Regions from separate parts of the Callithrix jacchus genome. Here region 1 is linked to region 2. A link is a contact called in public Hi-C data. All regions are on one chromosome and are shown on one strand. Each heading gives the region's core, a stretch centred on a gene start, on an enhancer-like site or on the middle of the called end of the contact. The rest is flanking DNA. Distances are from core to core; before and after follow the strand shown. Region 1 holds the start of PNRC1 (proline rich nuclear receptor coactivator 1). Region 2 overlaps LOC118152914 (a long non-coding RNA gene).

Evidence for each region. A called contact is a pair of places that touch in the nucleus more often than the background predicts.
Region 1: a Hi-C map of skeletal muscle shows a contact between it and region 2, with 2.1 times the contacts expected there. The contact joins the promoter of PNRC1 here to the enhancer-like site in region 2. A contact is called at or near these places in 2 of 3 Hi-C or Micro-C datasets (both in skeletal muscle).

What each region holds. Positions count from the first base shown.
Region 1 is chr4:95,131,368-95,137,009 of calJac240_pri, forward strand. PNRC1 (proline rich nuclear receptor coactivator 1) reads left to right here and starts at 1,440. Exons shown (of 2, transcript XM_002746811.5): 1 at 1,440-2,116; 2 at 4,563-5,633. The coding sequence starts at 1,577. The coding sequence ends at 5,006.
Region 2 is chr4:95,089,294-95,095,366 of calJac240_pri, forward strand. It overlaps LOC118152914 (a long non-coding RNA gene), which reads left to right. Exons shown (of 7, transcript XR_013534379.1): 7 at 3,508-5,243. Among named protein-coding and RNA genes, the nearest start is that of PNRC1, 40 kb to the right of the region's middle. Within about 2 kb of position 2,893, at least 13 of the 16 cell types and tissues checked have an H3K27ac peak or open chromatin away from gene starts, as enhancers often do. A contact at or near this core is called in skeletal muscle, where this site is marked.

The DNA of each region.
Region 1 (5,642 bases), core at 190-2,689, 41 kb after region 2:
GTGGATCGAGGTCAAGAGATCGAGACCATCCTGGTCAACATGGTGAAACCCTGTCTCCACTAAAAATACAAAAAAATTAGCTGGGCATGGTGGCGCGTGCCTGTAATCCCAGCTACTCAGGAGGCTGAGGCAGGAGAATTGCCTGAACCCAGGAGGCGGAGGTTGCGGTGAGCCGAGATCGCGCCATTGCACTCCAGCCTGGGTAACAAGAGTGAAACTCTGTCTCAAAAAAAAACAAAAAACAAAACTATACATTGTTCTTTATGTCTTAAATTCCAGAAACATAAAGATAATGCGCAGGCAGCTAATCAGGAACAAAATGCCTTTAAACAATTGCTCCAGGCATGGGTTGGTAGGGAAAGGAAGAGAGTGACAGAGCCTCCCTACCTCGCAGAGCTGAGGTCTGAGCTATTTTTCTTAGTACTATTCATAAGGGTTGTTGCGAAGTTAAAGTGAGATAATTTACGTAAAGAACAGTTCCCGGAACATAAATACATGATAAATTATGGCCACAATTCTTTTTTGTGGGTGAGCAGTGCGGGGAAATCAAGAGAGATTTCTGTCTACACACAGCTAATAAAATACTCTGTAGGTTGCAGGGCTGTTTCACTTTCTCCCTTGGAGATAGAAGCCAACTTGCTGCTTCCTCAAGTACCAGATACAATGTTGCGATCTCAAAGTCTCACAGTATTAAGTCAGAAAAAACTCCAACTTCCGTTTATGGATTTACAGAGAACTTATTATACATTGAGGGGCCAATTCAACCAGTAAGTCACTTTGACTTTTACTCTGATCACCAGGACTAACAAGCAGCCTTGCTGAACCAAGTAAATGAAAGAATCGTGAGCCACACTTCAGTAGACATAATTTAAATGTAGACTGATTTTCTTCACGATTGCTAGGGAAGAAATCTCTACAACATACTTAAAAATCTTTTTTAAAAATGATAACGCTGTTATGTTGGGCTGAAAATAAAATTGATACTTCCCCAAGGTCAGCAGCGGAGGAGGCAACCGTGGCCTTGCCAGAGTCGTCCCGCTTCCCCGCCCCCGTTCTTCCTGCCGCCCTCCTCCTGCCCCCTCCCTTCCCCACCCACAATCAACAAACTCCCCCGGGACATTTCAGTCCCACCACTCTTTAGCCAGGCGAGGCGCGGAGCGGTGCTGGGGAGGGGTTAGGAGGGTGGGGCGGAAACCCAACTTCATTGTTCGCGGGACCGACTTTTCCCGAAAGAGCCCGCTGGCAGCGCCTGCGCAGTGCGCGCTCTTTGTGCCAGGCTGCAGCAAGCTGGTTGTTTGTGTGTGTCTACCCCAAGCGGCGGAGGCGGAGCAGGGGCGTGGCCTGCACCGTCGCATTCTGATTGGGCTTTCCCAGGGAGGTGGGCGGGCATGGGGCGGAGCTTCCGATAACAACACTTGGAGCTGGGGCTGTGGCTATTTGTTGCTGCGCCGCCACCGCCCGAGTCATGTTCCGCGATCTTCGCTGGCTCTCCTAGCAGCATCCGTCGCCGCTACCCCGTCTTCACAGGCTTCACCTTCTTTTCTCTTCGTTGCTGAGCGATAAGCTTCCTAGCGCTATGACCGTCGTCTCCGTCCCGCAGCGGGAGCCGCTCGTCCTGGGTGGCCGCCTTGCGCCGCTTGGCTTTTCCTCCCGCGGTTACTTCGGGGCCCTCCCCATGGTGACCACGGCTCCGCCGCCTTTACCCCGGATCCCGGATCCACGGGCACTGCCCCCGACCCTTTTCCTCCCTCACTTCTTAGGGGGAGATGGCCCGTGTGTGACCCCACAGCCTCGTGCTCCAGCAGCTCTGCCCAACCGCAGCCTCGTCGCGGCTGGAGGCACACCTCGGGCAGCGCCGAAGAAGCGGCGAAAGAAGAAGGTGCCGGCCAGCCCTGCAGGGCAGCTGCCCAGCCGCTTCCACCAGTACCAGCAGCACCGGCCGAGTCTGGAGGGCGGCCGGTGCCCGACGACGGGCCCGAGCAGAGCGCAGGAGGTCCCGGGCCCTGCCGCCGTTTTGGCCCCGAGTCCTGCAGCCGCAACTCGCACGGAAGGAGCCAGCCCCGACCTTGCCCCACTGCGGCCCGCGGCGCCCGACCAACCCCCGCTCAGGAAAGAGGTAAGGGTCGCTGGGGGCCGTTGAGGAGTCGGGCCCTTAGACGGTCGTGGTGGAGCTCTGGGGCTGCAGGCCCTGCACCCGGGGGGAGGGGGCGGGGGGGGGCGGCTGTTTACTCGGGAGGGAAGTTTCCGTGACGCCCGCTCCAGTCTTGCTTTGGGGGAAGAAGGGGGAAGGGGAGGCATGCGCTGGCGCTTGTGATTGGCTCCCAGGAGTCGGCCAATAAGAAGCGCCGCTGCGCCCCAGCAACAGCCCCGATTTAGAAGGCTGGCGGCGTTCCAGGGGGTTTCGGCGTTCCGGGCGCTCAGCGGGCTGGGGGCAGGGATGGGGCCCGCGGGAGGCCTGACGTCAGCGCGCGCTACGTGCCCGACGCTCCTGCGCCCATGAAGGAGGCGAGGCAGGGCGGGGGCGGCCGGGAAAGAACGGGGCCCAGCCTTCGGCTTCCCGGTTGTCGGGAGCCCCAGTCCTAGTCAGTGAAGCGCGGAGACAGTCTCTAAGGTCCCGCCATTGCGGGCGGAGTGGGCTCCGAGCAGCTCGGTTTCGTTTGGTTGGAGCCGTGCCGAAATGTGAGGCGTCCAGTATGGGACGCGCAGTCCAGCTGGGGCTCTGCCGGCCGCGGGGCTGACCTACTTAGTGGTTCTAAGTTATGGGTTGGCAGGAGCCGCACAAAACTGATTTTATTACGGTTGCCACTGTGTACTTCGTGTTGGTGTGTCCACAGTACGTTTTCAGAAGGGTTAGCAATTGAATTGACTTAGGCTGTGTGATTGCAGTGCTATTGGATTAGGACAAAATGGATAGAAGTTTAAATGGGATTAAGTCTACGAAATGATTTCAAAGTCTTGGCAAATAACGTTTGATGGGCTTAAATGACTTACTATTTTCGTAATAAAATCAAGTTCCCACTATTTAGTGAATGTTGCATTGACTTAGAGATTTGCAGTTTAGCTGTGCCCTTGGGGAAAAATGCTCACGGCGTTTTTTGTTTTTTTGGTGCGGTGGCTGGGATCACTGCGTTTCTTTAAATTATGTTCTCAGATATCTCCCAAGTTTTAAAATTCCACGACTTTTGAAATACCCGTGACTGTCTAAAAGCTTTTGTGCTTGTTTTCCTGGCCTGTTTTCTGGAACACGTATTAACCAGGGACCTCTGGCAGTGAACCCTATTGACGTGGAAAGTTAACTTGTGCTCTACTTTTCTTGTCGTGCCTTGTTTAGTGCTGCGTTCCAAGTTTATGCTTTTCCATGTGTTCAAGACTTCTATGAGCACCCTTAAGTTAGGAAAATGGTTAGTGAAGCAGTGTTCTTGAAGCAGTTACTAAACCAGAAAGTAGGAGGTACACAGCAAACGTTGTTTCTGGCACGGGTATCTGGAAGAGAGCTATTAGTCGTCTTCCTTAGAGTTGTTGAAGGGTGGACTTGGGTTATTTCATACTTTTTTGAAAAGTCTGAAATAGAATATGAGGCGGGCTGGAAGACGAGGCGGGCTGGGGGTGGCCACGGAAAGGTCGGACCCTGCTTTCCGCCTCGCAGGTGTCCGGGAGCCCCAGTCCTAGTCTGTGAAAAGTCCCATTTATGAATGATCCCATTTGACGTATTAGAATTTGCTTAACGTTGCATACTGGTAACCAGCAGTAGTGATTAATGGTATTTTCGTGGCGAACAAGAGTGAACCTAAAAGTAAAGGGAAATTTAAGGTTTTGTTTTTTTACTCGAGAGAGGGTCTGTCTCTTGCGCTCCAAGCTAGAGTCCAGTGGCATGATCTCTGCTCACTGGAGCTTCCTTCTCCCAGGCTAAAGGGATTCTCCTGCCTTAGCCAGCCTCCCCAGCCTCCGTAGCGGGAGGGATCCCGCCTAACTTTTGAACTGTGGTCGACGTGGGATGGGGTTTTGCTATGTTGCCCCTGCTGGTCTTGGAACTCCTTTAACTCAAGCGATCCACTTGCTGACCTCCCAAAATGCTGGGATTACAGGCGTGAGCCACCATGCACAACTAAAGTTTTGATAATTTCAACGTCTATTTTAGATCCAGGAGGTACCTGTGCAAGTTTGTTACATGGGTATATTTCATGATGCTGAGGTTTGGAGTATGAATGATCCCATCGCAGGTAGTGAGCACGATGCCCAATAGGTCATTTTTCAGCCCTTCTCCCTGTTTCCCATCTAGTAGTGCCTTGTAGTGTCTGTCGTTCCCCACTTTATATTCATGTTGTACCCAGTGTTTAGCTCTCAAATTCACTTACAAGTGAGAACTTGTGGTATTTGGTTTTCTGCTACTGCATAAATTCGCTCAGGATAATGGCCCCCAGCTACATGTGTGGCTACAAAGAATATGATTTTGTTCTTTTCTGTGGCTGTGGTCAAACTTAAAAAAATATAGATATGTGATAAGAGGTTCATAAAATTTTTATCTGGAAATTATATTTACTTTTGTGTTCTTGTCTTTGTAGGTTTTAAAATCAAAGATGGGAAAATCGGAGAAAATTGCCCTTCCCCACGGCCAGCTTGTTCATGGTATACACTTGTATGAACAACCAAAGACAAACAGACAGAAAAGCAAATATAATTTGCCACTAACCAAGATCACCTCTGCAAAAAGAAATGAAAACAGCTTTTGGCAGGATTCTGTTTCATCTGACAGAATTCAGAAGCAGGAAAAAAAGCCTTTTAAAAATACCGAGAACATTAAAAATACGCATTTGAAGAAATCAGCATTTCTAACTGAAGTTAGCCAAAAGGAAAATTATGCTGGGGCAAAGTTTAGTGATCCACCTTCTCCTAGTGTTCTTCCAAAGCCTCCTAGTCACTGGATGGGAAGCACTGTTGAAAATTCCAACCAAAACAGGGAGCTGATGGCAGTACACTTAAAAACGCTCCTGAAAGTTCAATCTTAGATTTCAGATTTCAGTATGTTTGTAAAACATAAGTTTTCCCATATCCCTGGACTCTTGAGAAAATTGGTACAAAAATGGAAATTTGCCTTGTTGCAGCATACAAGTGCAAAAGATGAGTTTGAAAAATCACAGCTTGTATTATATTTTATATTTTGTAAATACTGTATACCATGTATTATGTGTATATTGTTCATATTTGAGAGGTATATTATAGTTTTGTTATGAAAGTATGTATTTTGCCCTGCCCACATTGCAGGTGTTTTGTACATATACAATGGAGAAATTTTAAGTGTGTGCTAAGGCACAGGGAAGACTTATTTGCACAAGGTACTGAGGTTTTTTTCAAGAAACAGCTGTCAAATCTCAAGGTGAAGACCTAAATGTGAACAGTTTACTAATGCACTACTGAAGTTTAAATCTGTGGCACAATCAATGTAAGCATGGGGTTTGTTGCTCTAAATTGATTTCTAATCTGAAATTACTGGAAAACTATTCCCATTTTTGCCAAACTCATTTTCTGGTTTTTGGTATATATCCATTCCAGCTTAATGCCTCTAATTTTAATGCCAACAAAATTGGTTGTAATCAAATTTTAAAATAATAATAATTTGGCCTCCCCTTTTAAAACAGTCTTGA
Region 2 (6,073 bases), core at 1,643-4,142:
ATTTTACAAGTACCGCCAAGTTGCTGCAGAAGTGCCTGTAACAGTTTATTCTCCCTCTGTCAGTGAATGAGGCTACCCACTTCCTGCACCTTGATATGTGTGTGGATATATGTGGATTCTTATTTTCATAATTGCTAATAAAATTGAATATTTATTTATTTATTAAGAGACAAGAGTCTTGCTCTCTCACCCAGGCTGGAGTGCAGTGGCACAATCTCAGCTCACTGCAACCTCCTCCTCCCAGGTTCAAGCGATTCTCCTGCCTCAGGCTCCCAAGTAGCTGGGATTACAGGTGCTCATCACCAAGCCCAGCTAATTTTTTGTATTTTTAGTAGAGCTGGGGTTTCACTATGTTGGCCAGGCTGGTCTCAAACTCCTGACCACAAGTGATCTGCCCACCTCAGTCTTCCAAAGTGCTGGGATTACAGGCATGAGCCGCTGCACCCAACATGAACATCTATTTATAGAATTACATTTTCATATTGTTTGTCCCTTTTTTTCCTATGTAGTGTTTGCCTTTTTTTTTAATCTTTAGTAGTCTGTATACGTGTTTGATGTGATAAATATCTATTTAAATATCTATATCCACATATACCTACATATAAAATATTTCCCACCTACTCATTACTACGGTTTTTCCTTTTTTTGTTTTATTTAAGGCTTTCTCTAACTCCAAGATCACAAACATAGGATTTTAGTGTGAGGTAGGAAATTAGTTTTATTTTCTAAATGACTAGACAATTATCTTGATGCCATTTAATGAATACTTCATATTTTCTCTACTGCTTTGAAATACTTTTTTTCATACAGTAAATTCCCATATAAATAGCAAATCTTAAACTTATATAGAAGTGGATCTGAAACCAAGAGAAGGAGGAAGTCCATGAGGAGAGAATTGGAATTGGCTCCCTGAACTGTCTACACATGGGAATTTCCAGCACAGGAAAGCAGGGGACTTTCTAAAGCAGGAACTGTACTTTTTGGCATCAGGCAAATGAACTGGCAACTAAATACTCCATGACCTAATAACATTAAATCATTTAACAATTGATTATGCCATTTTGCTTTTTTCTTTCCAAAACCTGTAAAACAACGTTACCCGCTTTGGCACAGCAAATTAAGGTGAAATTATACAAAGTGAGAATCAGCTATATGTCAAGTATAGGCCTGTAACAAAAAAGCAGAGCTGCTACAAATGTAATTAAAATATCCTGGAATTTAATTTTCTCTTTTCAATGTATTCCCCATATTATAGTCAGAATGATTTTTTTTTTTGTCAACATGCCAATCTGGCCGGGTGTGGTGGCTCACATTTGTAATCCCAGTACTTGAATCGCTTGAACCCAGGAGGTAGAGTTTGCAGTGAGCCCAGAATGCACCACTGCACGCCAGCGTGGGCGCCAGAACAAGACTCCATCTCAAAGACTATATATATATACATATTCATGTACATAATAGAAAAAAGTATATGTGTATAGTAGAAAGGTGAGTGGCACGATCAGACTGTTGTTTAAGATAATGATGGCAGTATTTTGGAGGTAAATGACAGAGAGGTAAATTGAATGACAGGGAGACCTGCTGTGAGGTTATTATAGAGATGCTGATAAGACACGATGGAAGCCGGAACTAAAGCCTCGGAGAGGACATAGAGGGGAGGGCCAGAATGCAGAGACACAGAGAGGCTGAGTCTACTAGGTTTTGCTGACACTCTCAGCTTTGGGCATTGAAGGAAGTAAAGAGGGAAGCATTAAAAATGACTCAAGTTTCTGGCAAGGGCAACTGGGTATCCAAAAAGAAGAAGAGAAATAGACATTTCGTGAATTAGGCTGTAAGAGAAGCCCTGTTTTGACTGATGATGTAAATGAGGGCTTTCCACTTTCTGAAAAACTGAACTCTACAGACACAATGAGACAACTCCCACATAGTAGTCAGCCATGGTCCTTCACGTCCGACAGCACAGTCCCAACGCCCTGACACCCTCGTCACCTGATCTGATCCTGTTGCCCCATCCTAATGGAACTGAAAACAGTGGTGTCAACGAACTAAACTACCCACCAACTGTGACATATTCAAAGCCTGTACAAGCTTGCTCTATGAATGGAGAAGACATTCTAAGGGGACCCCAAAAGAAAATAAAGCCTTTTCTGTCTTCCCAGGGAAGTTTTAGGCTAAGGAAACAAAATGAACACCACATGAAATAGTGGGCAAAGATGCAAGAAAGTTTAAGGTTAAGTGCTACATTATGAAGTCAATTCCAATCAGAGGAAAGTCCACTCTAGAACAGCCAGGAAAGATATTCATTTGCATTGACCATCTACTGCCAACCCACCACCCATAAGTCACACAGTTGCTAAGTGGCAGAGCCAATGCATAAAGCCAGGAGAGACTGTCTCAGATCTGGTGCTTCAGGAAGGTGCAGTGTCTCCTTCAGCAGGAGACAGGGAGGTGCCCGCTGTCCAGCCTGGATGGGCTGGGAGTACAGCTGGGAGCTTGGGGCATCCTGGGAGGAGAAGCAGAGTGACAGGTCTGGCATGTGATGTTCATCATCTCGGAATGGAGGCCTTCTGACTGGAGACTTGCAGCATGCCTACCACTGCTGGGTGTTTTAAGCATTTCAGTTTGGCAATAAAAAGTCTAGTAACATAGGCACAAGCCTGGAAGATTCAGTGACTGCTCACTGACTGTTAGGAGTAATTATTATAAAAGAGCAGCTGCGAAGACATGACTCAGCCCGCCCCACCTCAGAACACTCCAGTCCCACCTAAGGGCTTTCTTTCCAAAGTCCGTAGAAACCAGGCCAGCTGAGCATTCACACTGCTGCTCTGTTCAAGTCACACTCCAGATCCGTGGTGTTATTGGTGAGAACGATGACTAACTAGCAGGATGATTTACATGCCTGCGAGTTCCGACTTGGTCTTTTTCCTGTCAGCAAAATTTACTACTATATTCTAGCTGTCCTACGTCAAGACTAAAAATGGTTACACTCCAAGCAGTAAAGCATATCCAGCCAAATGACAAGCAAAGAAAGATGAAGGACAAGTACATAGACAACATGGGCTGGGCTTTATCAGAAAGGACAAGGGCAGATATAGTGCTGGCCAAAGAGTGTTGCAAGTGAGGAATTTCCTGGAGCCTTATGCAAACTCCAGTAATCCGGGGCAATGGTGCCATTTCACTTCTGTTTTGTATTAACAAGTACTGGAAACACATAATGAGTGACCTAGTTCTTTTCCCATGGATTTTCCCTTTATTAGAGCTATGCTCTGGTAGGTTACGTCATTATTTTTTTAAAAATCAACACTGAGCACTATTTTAAGCTAGACCTTGACTTCAAACTTCAAATGTCATTATAATATTTAATAAATATAAATTCAGTTATATAAACAGTTTTTGTGGCTTTTGCATTCTGTGAAATTCACCAATATGAAGTGTACAATTCAATAATTTTAAGTATATTTACAGAGTTGCACAATCATCACCACAATAATTCATTTTTTTTTATTTCAGCTTTTCAACAGATGATCATTTCAAGGAAATTATAAGCCACAAAAAGTCTGTAACTGGGGGTGAAGCAAGATGGCAGAATAAAAGGCCCCAGCAATCATCCCCTGCCACAGGAACACCAAATTTAACAACAATCTGCATTAAAAAGCCCCATCATAAGAACCAAAAATCAGGTGAGCACTCACAGGATCTGGTTTTAAGTTCCTATCACTGAAAGAGACACTGAAGAGGGCATAAAAGACAGTCTTGAACTGCCAACACCACCCACCCCTCATCCCCTCCCACACCCCACAGCAGCTGCTGCGTGGCAAAGAGAAATGTGTGCTTAGGAGACAGAAAGCCCAGCATTGTGAGATTTTGCATTGAACTCAGTGCTGCCCTGTCACAACAGAAAGAAAAACCAGATTGAGCTCAGCTGACACTCACCCGCAGAGGGAGCATTCAGACCAGCCCTAGCCAGGGGCAAACTGCCCATCCCAGTGGTTGGAACTTGAGTCTGGCCAGCCTCGCACTATAGGCTGAAGTACTCTGGGGCCCTAAATTAACTTAAATGGCAGTTTAGGCCACAAAAACTGCAAGTCCTAGTGCCGTGCTGGGCTGGGAACTAGTGAATTTGGAGAGCACATGCCCCAGTGAGACATCAGCCAGGGCAGCTAAAGGAGTGCTGTGTCACCCCTCCCCCATCCCCAGGCAGTACAACTCACAGCTCCAATGGAGAACTTTTCCCTCTGCTTGACAAGAGGAGAGGGAAGAGAGAGGATGACTTTGTTTTTCATCCTGGATACCAACTCAGCCATAGCAGGATAGGGCACTGGTCAGAGTCATGGGGCCCCATTCCAACCCCTAGTTCCCTAGCTCCCACACTCTGGGACCAAAGGGAAACTATTACCTTGAAGGGTTAGTCCTATCATCGCAAAGGAATAGAGAGGGGTGGGAGTGTTGTTTCAGAGGATATTTGAGGCAGCCTTTGGCAGGATCCTTGAATTGAGTGTAGGAGTGATCCCTGAGGAGGTCTGGGGGAGTGCATTTCAGACTGACTCCAGCAAGAACAGAGGCCCTTAGACCAGGCCAGCTTGGCAAAACCAAGGAAAAGCAAGGCTAGTGTGTAGGGGAAAGAGAGGGAGTGAGAGTGATCAAGAGGTAGTCAGGGGCCAGGGTAAGCACTTGGGAGTTTTCTCTATAAGATAAAAAGCCATTGGAGGCTTCTGAGCAGACCAGTGACAGGATCTAATTCTCATTTTAAAAAATCACTTTGGTGCCATTTGGGGAACTAAATGTATAGGGGCAATGCAGGGCAAAGGGAAGCCAATTAGGTGGCTTCTGCAGTGTTAGGTGGGAGTTGAACTTGGGTAGTAGCAATGAAGATAGGGAGAAATGGTCAAATTGGAGATTTTAGCCAGGCGCAGTGGCTCACGCCCGTAATCCCACCACTTTGGGAGGCCGGGGCAGGTGTATCACCTGAAGTCAGGAGTTTGAGATCAGCCTGGCCGACATGGTGAAACTCTGTCTCTAAGTACAAATACAAAAATTAGCTGGGCATGGTGGCAGGCACCTGTAATCCCAGCTACTAGGGAGACTGAGGCAGAAGAATCACTCGAACCTAGGAGGCAGAGGTTGCAGTGAGCCGAGATAGTGCCATTGCACTCCAGCCTGGGTGAAAAGAGCGAAACTCCATCTCAAAAAAAAAAAAAAAAAAAGATTTTATATATCAATATATATATATGTATAGATTTCAGATCATATATATATTTATATTATATCATTTACTATGGTTTAGGTGTGAAATGGGAGAGAAAAACATTAAAGGATTACTCTAAGGTTTAGCCCTGAGCCACTGAAATGGGGAACATTCAAGAAGGAATAGGGGAGTGGGTGTTTAAATCAAGAGCACCTAAGGAATGGATACCGACAGAGAAATCCAAGGGCTGAACCCTGAGATGCTCAGGATAATGGGAAGGATTAGTCAAAAGGGACTCAGGAGATACGGAAGGACAGGGTGGAGTGCTGGAAACCAAATAGAGTTAAAAAAAGGTTTTAAGAAAGAGGGAGTGATCAATTAATTGTGTCAAATGCCGCTGACAGGTGGAGTAAGACAGGACTGAAAATTGATCATAGGATTTGGCAATGGAGAAGTCACTGAAAAAGTGGTTTTGGTGGCGTGGTCAGCAGGCAGAAAGCCCGTTCATACTGGGTTAAAGTGGGTCTGATAGATTTGGGATCACCTAGTACTAATTATTGGCCTTGGGTAAAGCGTTTAACCCTCATCTGCCAGAGGGAATTATAACGGTAATCACCCAATGGGCTCTTCCTATACACTGCACAGATACAACCAGTTCACAGTGTTGAACAAATAGATGCCGAAGAAGCAAGATTGCTTGAGGCCAAGACTTTGAGACCAACCTGAGGAACATTGTTGCCTGGCTCTGCAAAAAATAAATAATCAGCCAGGTGTATTGGCTCATGTGCAGTCCTAGCTACTTGGAGGCTGAAGTGGGAGGACTGCTTGAGCCCAGGAGTTTGAGGCCACAGTGAGCTATGATCACACCAGTGCACTCCAGTTTGGGTGACA